5 separate regions of the Mus musculus genome follow, and regions 2, 3, 4 and 5 are each linked to region 1. The links are chromatin contacts, called in public ChIA-PET, Hi-C and HiChIP or PLAC-seq maps. All regions are on one chromosome and are shown on one strand. Each heading gives the region's core, a stretch centred on a gene start, on an enhancer-like site or on the middle of the called end of the contact. The rest is flanking DNA. Distances are from core to core; before and after follow the strand shown.

The links. HiChIP or PLAC-seq counts read pairs in DNA pulled down with a chosen protein or histone mark. A called contact is a pair of places that touch in the nucleus more often than the background predicts. ChIA-PET counts read pairs in DNA pulled down with a chosen protein or histone mark.
Region 2: a contact with region 1 is called in a CTCF HiChIP or PLAC-seq map of CD8 T cells, with 5 read pairs. The contact joins two enhancer-like sites. A contact is called at or near these places in 1 of 15 datasets of contacts at CTCF or cohesin (CD8 T cells), 2 of 484 Hi-C or Micro-C datasets (CD4 T cells and bone marrow-derived macrophages), 6 of 115 datasets of contacts at active chromatin or transcription factors (CD8 T cells, bone marrow-derived macrophages, embryonic stem cells and 2 more) and 1 of 9 other capture datasets (embryonic stem cells).
Region 3: a contact with region 1 is called in a Hi-C map of CD4 T cells, with 2.2 times the contacts expected there. The contact joins two enhancer-like sites. A contact is called at or near these places in 1 of 484 Hi-C or Micro-C datasets (CD4 T cells), 1 of 115 datasets of contacts at active chromatin or transcription factors (T-cell acute lymphoblastic leukemia) and 1 of 9 other capture datasets (embryonic stem cells).
Region 4: an RNA polymerase II ChIA-PET map of memory CD8 T cells shows a contact between it and region 1, with 10 read pairs. The contact joins two enhancer-like sites. A contact is called at or near these places in 3 of 484 Hi-C or Micro-C datasets (the G1E-ER4 cell line, cerebral cortex and group 2 innate lymphoid cells), 1 of 115 datasets of contacts at active chromatin or transcription factors (memory CD8 T cells) and 1 of 9 other capture datasets (embryonic stem cells).
Region 5: a contact with region 1 is called in a BATF HiChIP or PLAC-seq map of CD8 T cells, with 5 read pairs. The contact joins two enhancer-like sites. A contact is called at or near these places in 1 of 484 Hi-C or Micro-C datasets (CD4 T cells) and 4 of 115 datasets of contacts at active chromatin or transcription factors (CD8 T cells, effector CD8 T cells, embryonic stem cells and 1 more).

The regions. Positions count from the first base shown.
Region 1 is chr16:76,679,133-76,681,696 of GRCm38.p6, forward strand. No RefSeq gene overlaps it. Among named protein-coding and RNA genes, the nearest start is that of Gm30790, 99 kb to the right of the region's middle. Within about 2 kb of position 1,284, at least 120 of the 459 cell types and tissues checked have an H3K27ac peak or open chromatin away from gene starts, as enhancers often do. A contact at or near this core is called in CD8 T cells, effector CD8 T cells, group 2 innate lymphoid cells and 1 more, where this site is marked.
Region 2 is chr16:76,224,092-76,226,655 of GRCm38.p6, forward strand. The region is part of intron 2 of Gm30507 (a long non-coding RNA gene); the gene reads right to left. Among named protein-coding and RNA genes, the nearest start is that of Gm30507, 24 kb to the right of the region's middle. Within about 2 kb of position 1,295, at least 81 of the 459 cell types and tissues checked have an H3K27ac peak or open chromatin away from gene starts, as enhancers often do. A contact at or near this core is called in CD8 T cells and memory CD8 T cells, where this site is marked.
Region 3 is chr16:76,245,160-76,247,723 of GRCm38.p6, forward strand. All of the region lies in intron 1 of Gm30507 (a long non-coding RNA gene), which reads right to left. Among named protein-coding and RNA genes, the nearest start is that of Gm30507, 3.1 kb to the right of the region's middle. Within about 2 kb of position 1,287, at least 5 of the 459 cell types and tissues checked have an H3K27ac peak or open chromatin away from gene starts, as enhancers often do.
Region 4 is chr16:76,282,738-76,285,301 of GRCm38.p6, forward strand. No RefSeq gene overlaps it. Among named protein-coding and RNA genes, the nearest start is that of Gm30569, 17 kb to the right of the region's middle. Within about 2 kb of position 1,269, at least 22 of the 459 cell types and tissues checked have an H3K27ac peak or open chromatin away from gene starts, as enhancers often do. A contact at or near this core is called in group 2 innate lymphoid cells and memory CD8 T cells, where this site is marked.
Region 5 is chr16:76,336,264-76,338,827 of GRCm38.p6, forward strand. All of the region lies in intron 2 of Nrip1 (nuclear receptor interacting protein 1), which reads right to left. Among named protein-coding and RNA genes, the nearest start is that of Nrip1, 36 kb to the right of the region's middle. Within about 2 kb of position 1,293, at least 39 of the 459 cell types and tissues checked have an H3K27ac peak or open chromatin away from gene starts, as enhancers often do. A contact at or near this core is called in CD8 T cells, effector CD8 T cells and memory CD8 T cells, where this site is marked.

The DNA of each region.
Region 1 (2,564 bases), core at 34-2,533:
GGCAATATGAATTATCATTACCTTTTTAAATGATCATTTGAGTTAAGAAAGCAAAACGGATGAATATGTCTATTTTAAGTAAGAAGCCATTTCCTTCCCTTACATTCAACCCTAGAGATGTATCTAAAGCAGTAGTTCTCAACCTGTGGGTCGAGACTCTTTTGGCAAACTTCTATCTTCAAAATATTTACACGATGACTTATCACAGTAGCAGAATTATGAAGTGGCAATGAAAATAATCTTATCATTGGAGGGCACCACATCACGGGGAACTGTATTAAAGGTCTCAGCATTAGGGTTATTGGGAACCACTACCAGGTTCTCATTTCTTACTGCAACATCCTCAGGTCTTAAGAGGGTCCCTTGTTGCAGGTGAAGGAAGGGAACCTCAGAGAGATGGGGCACACACAAAACAATCAAAACCATCAACATTAAAATCACTTTTCTGTGCCCCCAGCATATGACCCTTGACCTCTTTCCAAGTATCCCTTGCCCACATATGCTTATGAAATCCAAGTAAAATTGAGAAGCAAATAACGACATAGTTTCCTTCTGGATACCGGAGCTCCTGTCTGTCCATGTACACACACCCATTTCCTAAGTGCATGGTTATATTACCGCAGCAAAGATGTAAACTGATACAGTCTAATTCGAGTGAATTGTTCACTTGGTAAACCTCCCTGGATTTTTTTTCAGTTACAGGTTGGACATTGGCTTCAAATTATTTTCTTGTATCATAACCTTGCCAAGGTCAGAGGTTGGTAGTTCTTTCTCCTGGATCTTGGGGTCCCATTTGCTCAGCCTCGAAACTCTACCTTCTCTCATTTCCCTCCTTTGCCCGGTTACTCTTTATTATGCAGGATCTGGTAAATGCCTCGATGTCAGTTAGGGCTCTCAAATTCACATGCAGTTAGCTGCAGCAGAACTTGCCTTGCTTTTGTGGAAGGAAGCCCAGCTTGTTTCCATTAAATTATAATCGCCATATTTAGGAGATGTCTGAGGCGTTGCGAGGCTCAGCCCAAGCTGGGTGGTATCCTTGGTGGCGGGGGTGTGCGTTTCATTCCGGGCGAAAGAGCACAGAGCTTGTTTATTTCCTGTATTTGCACAGTATGAAGAAGTTCAGTGAAGCAAGTAGTTGGGGTTGAGGTATTTGATGGAGAGGAAAGAAGAATATTTGTTTGTTTGGGCTAGGAGGCAAGTTCAAAGATGGGGACTTTTGTTCTCTGAACCCATAGCGAGCAGCTCCGGTTTCATGTCAAACATCAGGGTTTCGTGCAGGATGTAAATACTTCCTGCTGGCCAAGTCTGTTTCTATAATGGTAACCCGGTAGAGCCTGTGCTACTTGCACTGTGATTGTGCCAAGAGTTCCTGTATTCAACAAGGGAGGTGGAAAGTCAGTCTGGTTTCGCAGCTGTTTTGGGTAAAAACTGGCTCTCCTAGCAGCCCGAGAAACTCACAGTTTTGCTCCTAAGCAAACCATTCATCAGTGGCTTTCACTGCACAGCAACAGCGGTAAGGCTGTCTGGAATATAGTGTGGAAAAATTTGCCTCTGCGCATGTGTGCGTCCTGCTGGGTGTGTGTGGGTGGGATGGGGAGGGGTGGAACTGGAGAACTATAGCTCAGGACCTTCTTTTCCAGCGGGCTACTGATAAATGTAGGTCATTACTGGGTTTCACTTCCTGATTTGTTCGGCACAAGGCAAGGTGCAAATGAACAGAGCTGAAGGTTTCAGCAGTGAATCTTAGTTCCCGGATGGCTTACTGTAACTTCAAAGATGGCTTATCTTCATTTTGATTAATCTCAATATGGCTACGGTTCCTTCGGTTTGCATCCCCATCCCCCATCTCCATGTCAAGTATTTTTTGATTCATAAACAAATGCTTAGGTGTGAAGGGAAGAAGAGAAGAGACTTAAAGCATTCCTGTGGCAAAGAGAAAAATCGCTGTAAGATGTGGGGAGCCCCCGTGAATGGATCTAATTATAGAATGGCTCTCCTACCTCATCTACTCCTGCGCTGGGGGCTCCCTGACTTCCCCCCACAGTTTTCCCAATGTGCGTTCCAACAGATAGTATAGCCGTCTTTGATAAACCCAGTTTAGAGCAGGCACTGTGATCTAGATCACAAAGTTGACATAGGGAATTATGTTCTTTCCTTTGATAAAGAGTTGCCAGAAATGGCAGAAGAGACGTAAGCGATTTTCAAAGTACTTGAAAGAGAGGACATCCCACGGGCTTCCTGATTAATAAGGTGTGCTGTGCACATCTCCCCTCAAAGGAGAGATTTAAAAGGAGAATTGGGTACAGACATCACAAATAGTTTAGAGACGATAAAATTCTAAAGGCAGCCAAAGCTGTAATTTTTTAAAAAACATAACGGAAAATACCAACAGAAATGAGAAAAGCTTCAATTTCTCCCCCTCAGCATAAATTGTCCATATGCTTTGTGTTTTTAGAAGACCATGAATGGAGAGTTTCAGGTGCAGGAGGCTTCCTGGAAAAGCCAACCATTTGCTCTCTGATACAGCACTCTGTCTCCACCAAAGGCATGTCATTGCCATGCAA
Region 2 (2,564 bases), core at 45-2,544, 460 kb before region 1:
CCTTGTCCTTCCCTTCCTTATCACCACTCCTTCTTGCATTATAGCCCCCTTTCTGTTCAGATGATTTGTGTGTGTGTGTGTGTGTGTGTGTGTGTGTGTGTGTGTGTGTGTGTGTGATTTGTATGAGGTATCAGTGTAAGCCAGAAGAGGACATTGTCTCTTCTGGAACTGGAGTTCCAGGTTGTTGTGAGTCACCTGATGACGGTGAGAGGAAGTGAACTGAGGTCCGGCAAGATGTGTTGTTAATCACAGAGCAATAATCTTGCCAGCCCTCAGACTTTATTAGGGAGAAAGAACCTCATCCTGAAGGTCAAGACCATGTGCCCTAACCAATTACTCTAAAATCATTGCCATCAACCCAAAGAAAACCCATTTCTTGCCTAGAATTGTGTGCATGGCGTTTCAATGTAAATTACAGAACTCTCACGGTGACCTGGAGTGAAGCTCAGTTGTAGATCACTTATGAGACTGTAATGACTTAATTTCAACCTCCAGCTCTGCAAAAACCAAACAGATGAACACCAAGACACCACAAAGCAAAATAAATAACTATGACCGCAACAAGGAATACCATAAATGCAAACAAGAGCCCATAGTCTGAATTCTCTCCCCAACTAAGCAAATCACTACTTAGAAAAGTTAGGAAAGTTTCTGAGGTTATGCAACCAGTATCAGTAAAGAGGTCACTTGGGAACCAAATTTACTGCTTCCCCCTTACGAATTTCAATATTAAAATACAGAAGTCATACCCCCTCTAGGCCACTTGCATCCCGTTGTGAACGGAGACAAACAAAGCCAAATGACCAGGGTGGCTTCTACATTCCTGAAGTCACTGGACCTACTGGCTTCTAAGAGTAGCCCAGCTGAGGCAGCTGGCCAGGTAATCTAAGGCTGCTTCTAGCTCTGCAATCCAGTGACCCTTGACGCTCAACTTGTGCGCCAGAATGCCTGTCATTTCTGAGTATAGAGCGTTCACAGTCCTTTCTGGTAAAAAAAATAGGTTAAGCAAATACAAAGGGACGCTCAGGCTCCTCTGTGGGTCTATGCCTTGGTAACCGGGGATGAAAACTGGTTGATCACAGCAAGCAAGCTTCAGGGTCTACCATTTACAATTGAAATGCTTTACTGGCGAGGTTAAGAGTTCAAAGTTGAGTCACAGTCTGAGGTGGCCCTGCTCTTCCTTTTTAATTATCTGAGGTCAGGAAGTTAATAATACCAGAAATCCCCAATAGAGACCTCCTGTGAACTCTGTGAACTTTAAACTCGCCTCTCTCTATCTCTCTCTTTCTTTTTTTTTTAAATGGGTAAAAAGTTCAGTACAAACACAGCGGACTTTCCTCTTAGTCTCCACCCGTTCACACCCCCACCAAGGTCAAAAGTTCAACTGTAAAACAGAAAGCCTTGTTCTCTGATCCACATTTAAACAGATCACTTATTAAAAGGTAAACATTCCCAAACCAAGCCAAAGTCCAAAATGAATCTGTTCAATAAAAATGAAAATATTGTAATAAAACAAGTCTTTGATCTTTATCTCTTGCCTTGCAATTGGACATCGGGCTTTTTTTTTTTTAAACTTTTTGAATCTTATGAAAAGAATACACTCGTGAACTCTCTGCTCACCCAGTTCTTCCCTGAGATTAGACTCTCTAGAAGAGATAAAATCTCAGACGTTTTCAGGTAGTTCTTTGACTGCCTATCTTAAGACAGCAGAGTCTATTCCTTGTGTGTTCGTTCTTTTGCTTTTGCTTTTAAAAGCACCAAGTGTCAAGTACTGTGGAGTTGAGAAGGGTTTCTCAAAGTCGGTGAAGAATGCAGAAAGAGGAAAGAAACAGGACCACGTACATCATGAACCTCGTGGGAATAAGAGACAAACCAAATCTGACATCCTAAGCAATATTACGACTCACACATGAAGCCAGAGGATAGACACAGTGCTGGCATAGAGACGCAAGGCATATCCTGACTTGGAACTTTCCAACTGATCGTCCTATAAGGCAAAGTCTAAAGTGCCCCTTCTACAAGAGCAAATAACACAGAGTCCATTGTGTTCCGAACACGTCAGTCATTATTCTAAAAGGTCTTACCTTGTGAGTCACCCCATTTGTGGGGGCATGAATAGATGATACATGTCTTAATGTACAAGCCAGACTGGCCTCCAACTCATAACCCTCCTGTCTGAATCTTCCAGGTTGACAGAATTGCAGGTGTTTGTCACCATATTCAGCTCAAAAACTTTTGTAGAAAGATTTTTTTTCTCACAACTTAGTAATTACACAAGAATACTGTCACTTGCTTCCTACTTGAATTTTTTTTAAAGAGTAATAAATACACTCAGTTACAGAAAAAATGACAGGACTTGTGAAATAAAGATATGGTAAATGTATTCATAATTAATATTTTTGCACAGCTTATAAGATTTTCTGGTAATATCTAGCACAAAAATGAGACCTGGATACCGCTCTAAACACACTATGCTCTAGATGCATCCACACTGTGAACAATGTGCCGAGTGACCTCTGAGACGCTGGGATGCATCTGCACAACCCAGCCAGGAACAGCGCAGA
Region 3 (2,564 bases), core at 37-2,536, 430 kb before region 1:
CCTTCCCAGAATGGGGGACATCATACTATATTGCTACATTTTCATCTTCTGAAGCCTTCTCAGCCTTCAGACCTGACCCTTCTCCCATCCTCGCTCTTCCCCTTTCCATATATCGATATTGGAGGTTTCCCAGGTCGACAAAAAAATAATTTTTTGAATGAAAATGTATGAAGGTGAAGTTAAATCTAAGCTGACTAGATAAAAATGGCATGATGTTATTCCCAGAAAATAATATTAAACAAAACTATTGTTCACATTGTCAGTCACATGACTAGAACTGGATTTTAAAAATGAAAAATAAGAGGATAATTACCAGTCAGGAAGTCCATCAACAGAATTAATAGGGCTTTGTACATCAAAGAAATAATAGGCTGTGGTGATTTATAACTATAGGACCCTATAATCTATTTTACCTGCATAACTTCATATCATCTGATATTATGTGTGGTAGAAACAGTGTGAAGGATTTTGCTATGGGAAGAAACAGCTATTCAGTAACAGTAGGCTCCTCGGGTATGCTGCCAAGGGGTGAAATGATGTCTGATGGACATGCAAGAGTGACCAACAAAGATTCACAAGGGGACTAAGTCAGGGAAGAGATGGATGCTTCAAGGGTGTGCACCACAGCTTGAAAGGAAGAGAGAAAGACTGTGGCAAGAGCAGGAGGGTAATATGTTAAAAGTTAGAAGGGATTTTTTTTTCAAAAACAAAATTATTTTAGAACATGTATATGTGTTCTATAAGTTCTCAGTTGTTAACCACAGTGAGGAAGGTTTTTAAGGAGGCAATCAGAAAAATACTTAAATGATCACTCTCAACTTCTGAATTCAAAATCTTAGGAAGCTGTTTCTGGTGATGCTCTGAACGTGAAAACCATACATCACCTTTAGAGGCATGGTTCTGCTCATTTGAATACAGAGATGTTGTCATCTTAAACTCAAGCTGGGTCATCTGGCTCTGTTTCTTCTGCGGGGTCTGAATCAGTGCCATATTCTTCTCAGAATCAATATCAGAAGACATTTCCAAGGCACCACAGAATTATGTTGGTTCTTGTTTATCTCTACATATGTGTCCATGTCAACATGATTACCGGCAGAGTGGCAAGGAGCCTTGGGTCTTTAAACACACCCAAGAAAGGCATGTGGTATGGTATAAAAATTGGTTTAAGGCATAAACTAGTGTGGTTAGAAAAGTACCGGAAATTCACCCATTTTAGTGTTTGGTTTTCTTCAAACTCTCCATGCAGGACACTGAGGTCTTGTCTTAAGAAGGCTACCACAGATCAAAACATCATTTTGAATTCTTTGGAAAGACAATCTTCACTTCCTGTGGCGCACTCTTTCACTATGTGGTAAGACATCTGCATTGTTTAAGTCTCAATTTTATTTGCAAACAATGAACAGAGGTTGGCTATGACTCGCAGGAACAACACAAATACGAAACAGGGTAACAGCATGAAGTAGACACTATAGGTGCTTTCTCTGAGTGTTTACTTTCAAAGGCACTAATACTTTGTAAGCTTTCAATATCATTAGGTCTTACACTTTGAAGAATTTGAGATGAACTCTCCATCTTCTATATCTAAGTTTAACAAGTGATTGTCACGTGCCAGTTATATTTGCTATGTATTTGTATATTTCATTACCAAATGAAAATAGCTCCACAGAACTTAATCATTTATGTTTAGCAGGAAACATCGCTGTTCAACATTTAGTTTATCAGAAAGTAATGAATAAAAATACGGCTAACCCCCTTATAAACTCAAGAGATATCATATTATGGTATAAAACTTTAACAAGTTCTTTCAATCCTTTAAGGGAAAGTTCAAACTGCAGATACATTGACAAGAATTTTTAATTTTCTTTATATTATTACATCATCTTCTGTCTACTGAAATATACTATTTTACAACTCATGATATATAACTGTGACTACTTGTATTTCTATATTTCTCTATGATCTATATGGGACTTTTCATTTTTTATTTTATTTATATATTATTTTTTTGTGGTCCTGTTGCTCAGGTCTGGACCTTCTGTAACTGGCACACACTCCAGCTATACATTTTGAGAGACAGTCAAACAGCTTTGCATCTTATTCTAGATTTTTCATCTGGTATAATACCTTTCTCCTAGCATTATATCACCTGAGCCACCTTTGCTTCTGCACATTCCTGTCACCTTATCACAATGCTGACTGAGAAGGACTACCGACTCAGGCACTGTAGCTTCTAAAATAATTGATCAAAACAGTATTGGGTTGTAGAAAAGAGTCAGGATTCCCTGAAGTCTAGACAGGACCTCAGGGTTTCAGTCCACTGTCTTCCAAGTTTACTATGTAGACAGAGGGATCCCCAAGCTATCCCTAGCTATTCAGCTTGTTTTCTATAATATATTACGTTTATTTTGGAAGTCCAGTCTCAATAAGGTCAAAAGTGACAGAAATAGTACAACTACAATAAAGCAAAAATATGCAGTAGGGGTCAGAGTTTAGCCTAGAAGACACTTGGTTGAATGGCAATACATAAAAAGGCCAAGTTTTCTGTCGTATTTGTGTATAATGTG
Region 4 (2,564 bases), core at 19-2,518, 400 kb before region 1:
TGATCATAAACCAAAGTCAAGGAGGAACTCCATCTGGAGTCATGGTTTTCCAACATAGGGAAAGGGTGATTAGAAAAACCTGGCAGAGAGCATGCACACTGAATTTGAGACTGGGGTAAGCTGAACTTCAGAAGTTAATAGTATGACAACGTAGATGGGTAGACATAAGTTAGAGGAAACATAAACTTTAGGATGGCTGGATACTTAGAAGGAACTTGAAGTCTGAGCTGTTTGAAGGGCCGGATGGTTAGTATCACTGAATGTCGGTATAGGAAGGAGTCTTAATGGAAGAGAATGTTGAACACAGATGATCTTGGCACTCTGAAAGACACTGGGTTATAAAACCAAATGGATTACATGTCAACAGCTCTCTCTCTCTCTCTGGCTAGGATGGGAGGTAGGGACAGAACGTGTTGTTTGTTTCCAGGGAGGAAGGTCTTTAGGAAAGCAAGAATGGGTAGGAGATGGTGGCTCATGCCTATAATCCCAAACCCTGGGAAAATGAATCTAGACTGCTGCAAATCGAAGGCTAGCCTGCACAAGCCTACAGTACTATCCTGTAAAGCCACGCCCCGCCCCTTCCTCCTAAAAGGCTTTAGTTATAGTATAAATGCCCACCACACTTTTAAAGCTTTCAGACTGCCAAGGGGGGTGGGGGTTAAGGGATGTTATCAAATCTGAAAGCTTTGATCTTGTGAGGGACTTTTTAGTTTTATTAGCAGGAAGAAAACAAATTCAAAAAGAGGAAAGGACGTGGGTGGGTGGAAGTTCATAGCTTCTTTGTGGGAGACACAATATTCATCACACTTCCTGGAAAATCTCCTGGTGACTAGATTGGGCTTTTCACATATGTGTTTGATTTTCAGCACCCAGTCTTTCAGCAGAATGAGGGGTAGCACTCCTACCTTCTGGCCTGGCCAGTACCTACTACTGTTCCCCTGAGGGAACTATAGCTGGTTGCTCCATCCCCTCACTCCTGAGAAAACCAAATAGGTTCCTGTACAAGTGGGGATACCCCATGGATTCTTCATAGCCACACAGCCTATACAGAGTCTCCTCTCAGGCCTAACCTGAGACCAAAACCGTGAAGCCAGTGCTCAGGTGCCTGCTTTGATAAGTTTAACTAAGTGAATGATGCTTTGCTCCAAGTAGAGATAAATGAGAGTCAATTTGTTTTTTGTGGGTACCTTAGTTAGAGTTATTATTGCTGTGCTGAAACACCTGGGAGGAAAGGGGTTGTTTGGTTTATACTTCCTTATCACAGTTCATCATCAGAGGAAGTCAGGACAGGAACTCAAACAGGGCAAGAACCTGGAGGCAGGAGTTGATGTAGAGGCCATGAAAGAGCTGCTTACTGGCTTCCTTCCCGTGGCTCACTCAGCCTGTTTTCTTTTAGAGCCCATGATTAGAGGTGTCCCCACCCTCAATGGACTGGACCCTCCCACGTTAATCACTAATTAATGCTCTGTAGGCTTGCCTACAGCCTGATCTTACGGAGGCATTTTCTCAGTTGGGATTCTCTCACCTCAGATGACTCCAGCCTGTGCCCAGTTAACATACAGCTAGTCAGCACAGAGGGAGCCTATGAAGGTATGAAGGGGGCCAAGTGAAGATGGTTCTTGCTCTCTCCCTGAGAAAACAACTACATTCAAAGTTGCCCATGTGGCTGTCAAAGAAGAATCAATGCCCAAAACCAGGCCAGAGGTAAAGGCATGCTTGAAGATACCACAAGGCTGGCTAACACAGCCAATGGGGTGCTCAAAACTTCAAGGGGCTACCCCTAGCTTTCGGGAAGACTCACACAATGGCTGATGGAAGAAAGGCTTCAGCCTCTTAGGAAAAGTGGAGCTTTCTGATTATAGGAAACGCATCCCACTGTTGTCTTTGAATTAAAAAGCCTAAGGCAATAAACCTGGAGCAGCCCTCTTCCCTGGCGTACTGATCACGCAGGAACCATACCTGTAAACCATTGCCTCTTGGACAGTGGTCTCAAAGGTCAACAGTGACAAACACAAATGAGAAGAGATCACTAGAAAAGGACTGCACAGTTTTCTCAAAGTTGGGGGAACATTTCCATTATGGTTGGAAAAACCAAGAGGCAGACAGCAGCTCCTCTTCTCTGTGACATTAAAAAGGCTCAAAAATTCCAATATATATCCTTACACATGCTCATTGGAGTGGGTCAAGTGTGGCAGAAACTTAGAGGATTTTAAGACTAGTTCCAATTATCCTGCTAATTTGGGAATATATTTACTGATTTCTGGAGGAGAGGTCTTTAGCCTACTCTAGAAGATAGCATCTTGAAAACGTAAATAGTATTACATTAACTACTTACAGGACTGGAGGATTAACTCAATGCCACATGCTGCCAGCAGAACACCTACCCTTACGAGCCACCATAGTATCCTCTTACCTACAAATTTTGGGGAACAAAAACCAGAAGGGCACAGCACATTTACCAATTTAATATTTAAAATCTATTTGCTCTAGCAGAACAGGTCAGTTTAGTGATCCCAGTGGCAGGGAATAAAATTTCAATTTGTTGTTGTTGATATTCCCCAAGC
Region 5 (2,564 bases), core at 43-2,542, 340 kb before region 1:
GAACGAGGACTGAAAAGTTCTTCAAAGAATAAGACTTCACCGGCACACAATATGGTGACTGTCATAATTCCTCACCAGAACTCTCGATGAAGTGACAAAGACCACCCCACCAACACTACAATAACTACCATTTTTCACTGGAAACAAATCGTCAGTTGGAAATGATGGTGGGTGGATCTGGTTGCACTAATTCACTTTCTATGGCTGTGATTAAACCCCAACAAAAGAAAGCCACACTGGGGAGGAGGAGGTTTACTTCATCTTACCTCTTAAGGATCCATAAATGAGAAGTCAGGTCAACAACTCAAACAGCAACAGAAGCAGAGGCAATGGAGGAATGCTGCTTACTGGCTTGCTCCTCCTGACTTTCTCAGCTTGCTTTCCAATCCAGGGCCACCTACTCACCGCCCATAGTGGGCTAGGCCCTCCCATACCAATCATTAAAGAAGAAACTCCACCCTCCCCCACTCCTCTCATTCTCCTACTCCCTCACTCACCCACCTACCCACCCAAAACCCCACCCCATCCCACACCCCAGCTTGCCTACAGGCCTAACTTGTAGAGACATTTGCTCAACTGAATTTCCCTCTTCCCAGAAGGTCCTATATAGCTAGGGTCAATTTCACACACACACACACACACACACACACACACACACACACAGTGACCATCAGACTCCTCCACTCCAGATGAGAAAAGGGGTGTGTGGGGGGGTGTCTAGCCACTTGGGGAATGAAAGAGCTGAAAGCTTTGCACAGTTACATGCGTGTATACTTTCACAATGTCACAACAGTTTCACACAGGGTTATTTAAGGAAGAGAAACCGATACAAGTCCGAAACGTGCATGCAAATGAGATCGGTATCAATCCTCGTAGCCAAGACGGTAAGCAAAGCAAACAGTCGTGCAGTGATGGACAGATAAGTGTGAGGTGGTAACCAGAAACAAAACACAAACAAAGGGAAGCCACTGTGACTGCAGACCAAGGCTCAGAGCCTAAGGATCAGTGATGGAGGAAGCCCCACGTTGTGTAATCGTATCCCACGTGGAGGGGACAGCTAGAAGAGTGGAATTGTGGCGGGAAAAGCAGACCAACTCCTGGCCAGAGAAGGGACAGCACTGTAAGTGAGCAGGGGATGCAGACAAGACCACCATCTTCTAAAAAAAAGACAGCTGCCATCACTGACATCTGGAAAATGTATTTGAATCCTGCAAGTCAATCCTGCCAGTGTGTGAAGTAGGTGGTGTTTCAATGACAGGTCTCGCTGGAGCAGAGGCTTCAGAAAACACACAGCGTTTAGAAAACGAAACTGTCTTAAAAGGAGTCTCATGCAGCAAGAAATCAAGCTTTTCTCATTTCCACGAGTTAAAGAAAAAACACAATCTAAGATAAACATAACGTGTTACAGTCAGAACGAGCCTGAAACGAGCTATTCAGCACAGGCTATTCCTTCTCCCTCTCACACCACAGGGGAATGTAGTCTACTGCATAGAAACCATGAAAAGAGTTAAATAGTTCTTTAAAAATTAACAGCTGCTATACCACGGAGAGATTCTATTCCTAAGTATATTGAGACAGGACATGCTAACTTGGTCTACACACGAATTCCCAGGATACTATCACCATCCATTTTCCAAATGGTAAATAACGTGTTAAACCGGACCAGTGGAATATTATTCAACCATAAAAAAAGAATGAAGAATGCTGTGCTGCATTCTACAAACATTTCAATTTTATCACTTACTGAAAATAGCCAGTCAACACAAAGCACATGTGTATAGAAAAAAGCAAACAAACCCAGAAACTGACAAGGAAACACTCAACAACAAAATATACTTAAAGAATATAAGTAAGTTGTAACCACCATCCGCTCTTGTCTATGGCAAGAACATTGGAGACACTGTTGGGACAAACTAAACAACCTAACTTGCTATGTGCAGGAAGCCACAATGGAAGAAAACAATTCTTCTCAAATCAAATCAATACATTCCACACGATGTCAATCTAATTTCAAAAGACTCTATAAACGGACTAAACAGATCTGAAACAGCCAATCGCATTATTCCATCAGTCCACAGAGACTCCGAGAGAAGCCTTGCTCTGTCAAACACTAGGGCTCACCCACTATGGAGCTCTGAAAGTTAAGCTGTGAAGACATCAAGCTCTGGAAACAACAGACTACTGACACATGGGTAGGAGCCATCACAGGCAACACAAGCTGCGCTGTAGGTCCCAGCGCCATTCTGCATCCTGAAATAACCAGTTATCTATTGTCAGAATACAAGGAATTAAAGTTTCACAGATGAAGGCAAGGGTCTAATATTTTTACAAACGATAAAGAGATTGTGAACCCCAAGCCTGAGGCAGGAAGTTGGGGAGTTAAGGCCATCCTCAGCTACGTAGCAGGTTCAAGGTTGACTTTGTCTCCTCGAAGAGACAAAGAAGGAGAGATAGAAAGAAAATATGAAAAGACAGGGAAGGCTTCTTAAGACGTAGAAACAGGTAACTAGAAAGCTAATGAAGTCAGTTTCATCAGCATTAAAAGCTTCCATTCATTAGTAAGT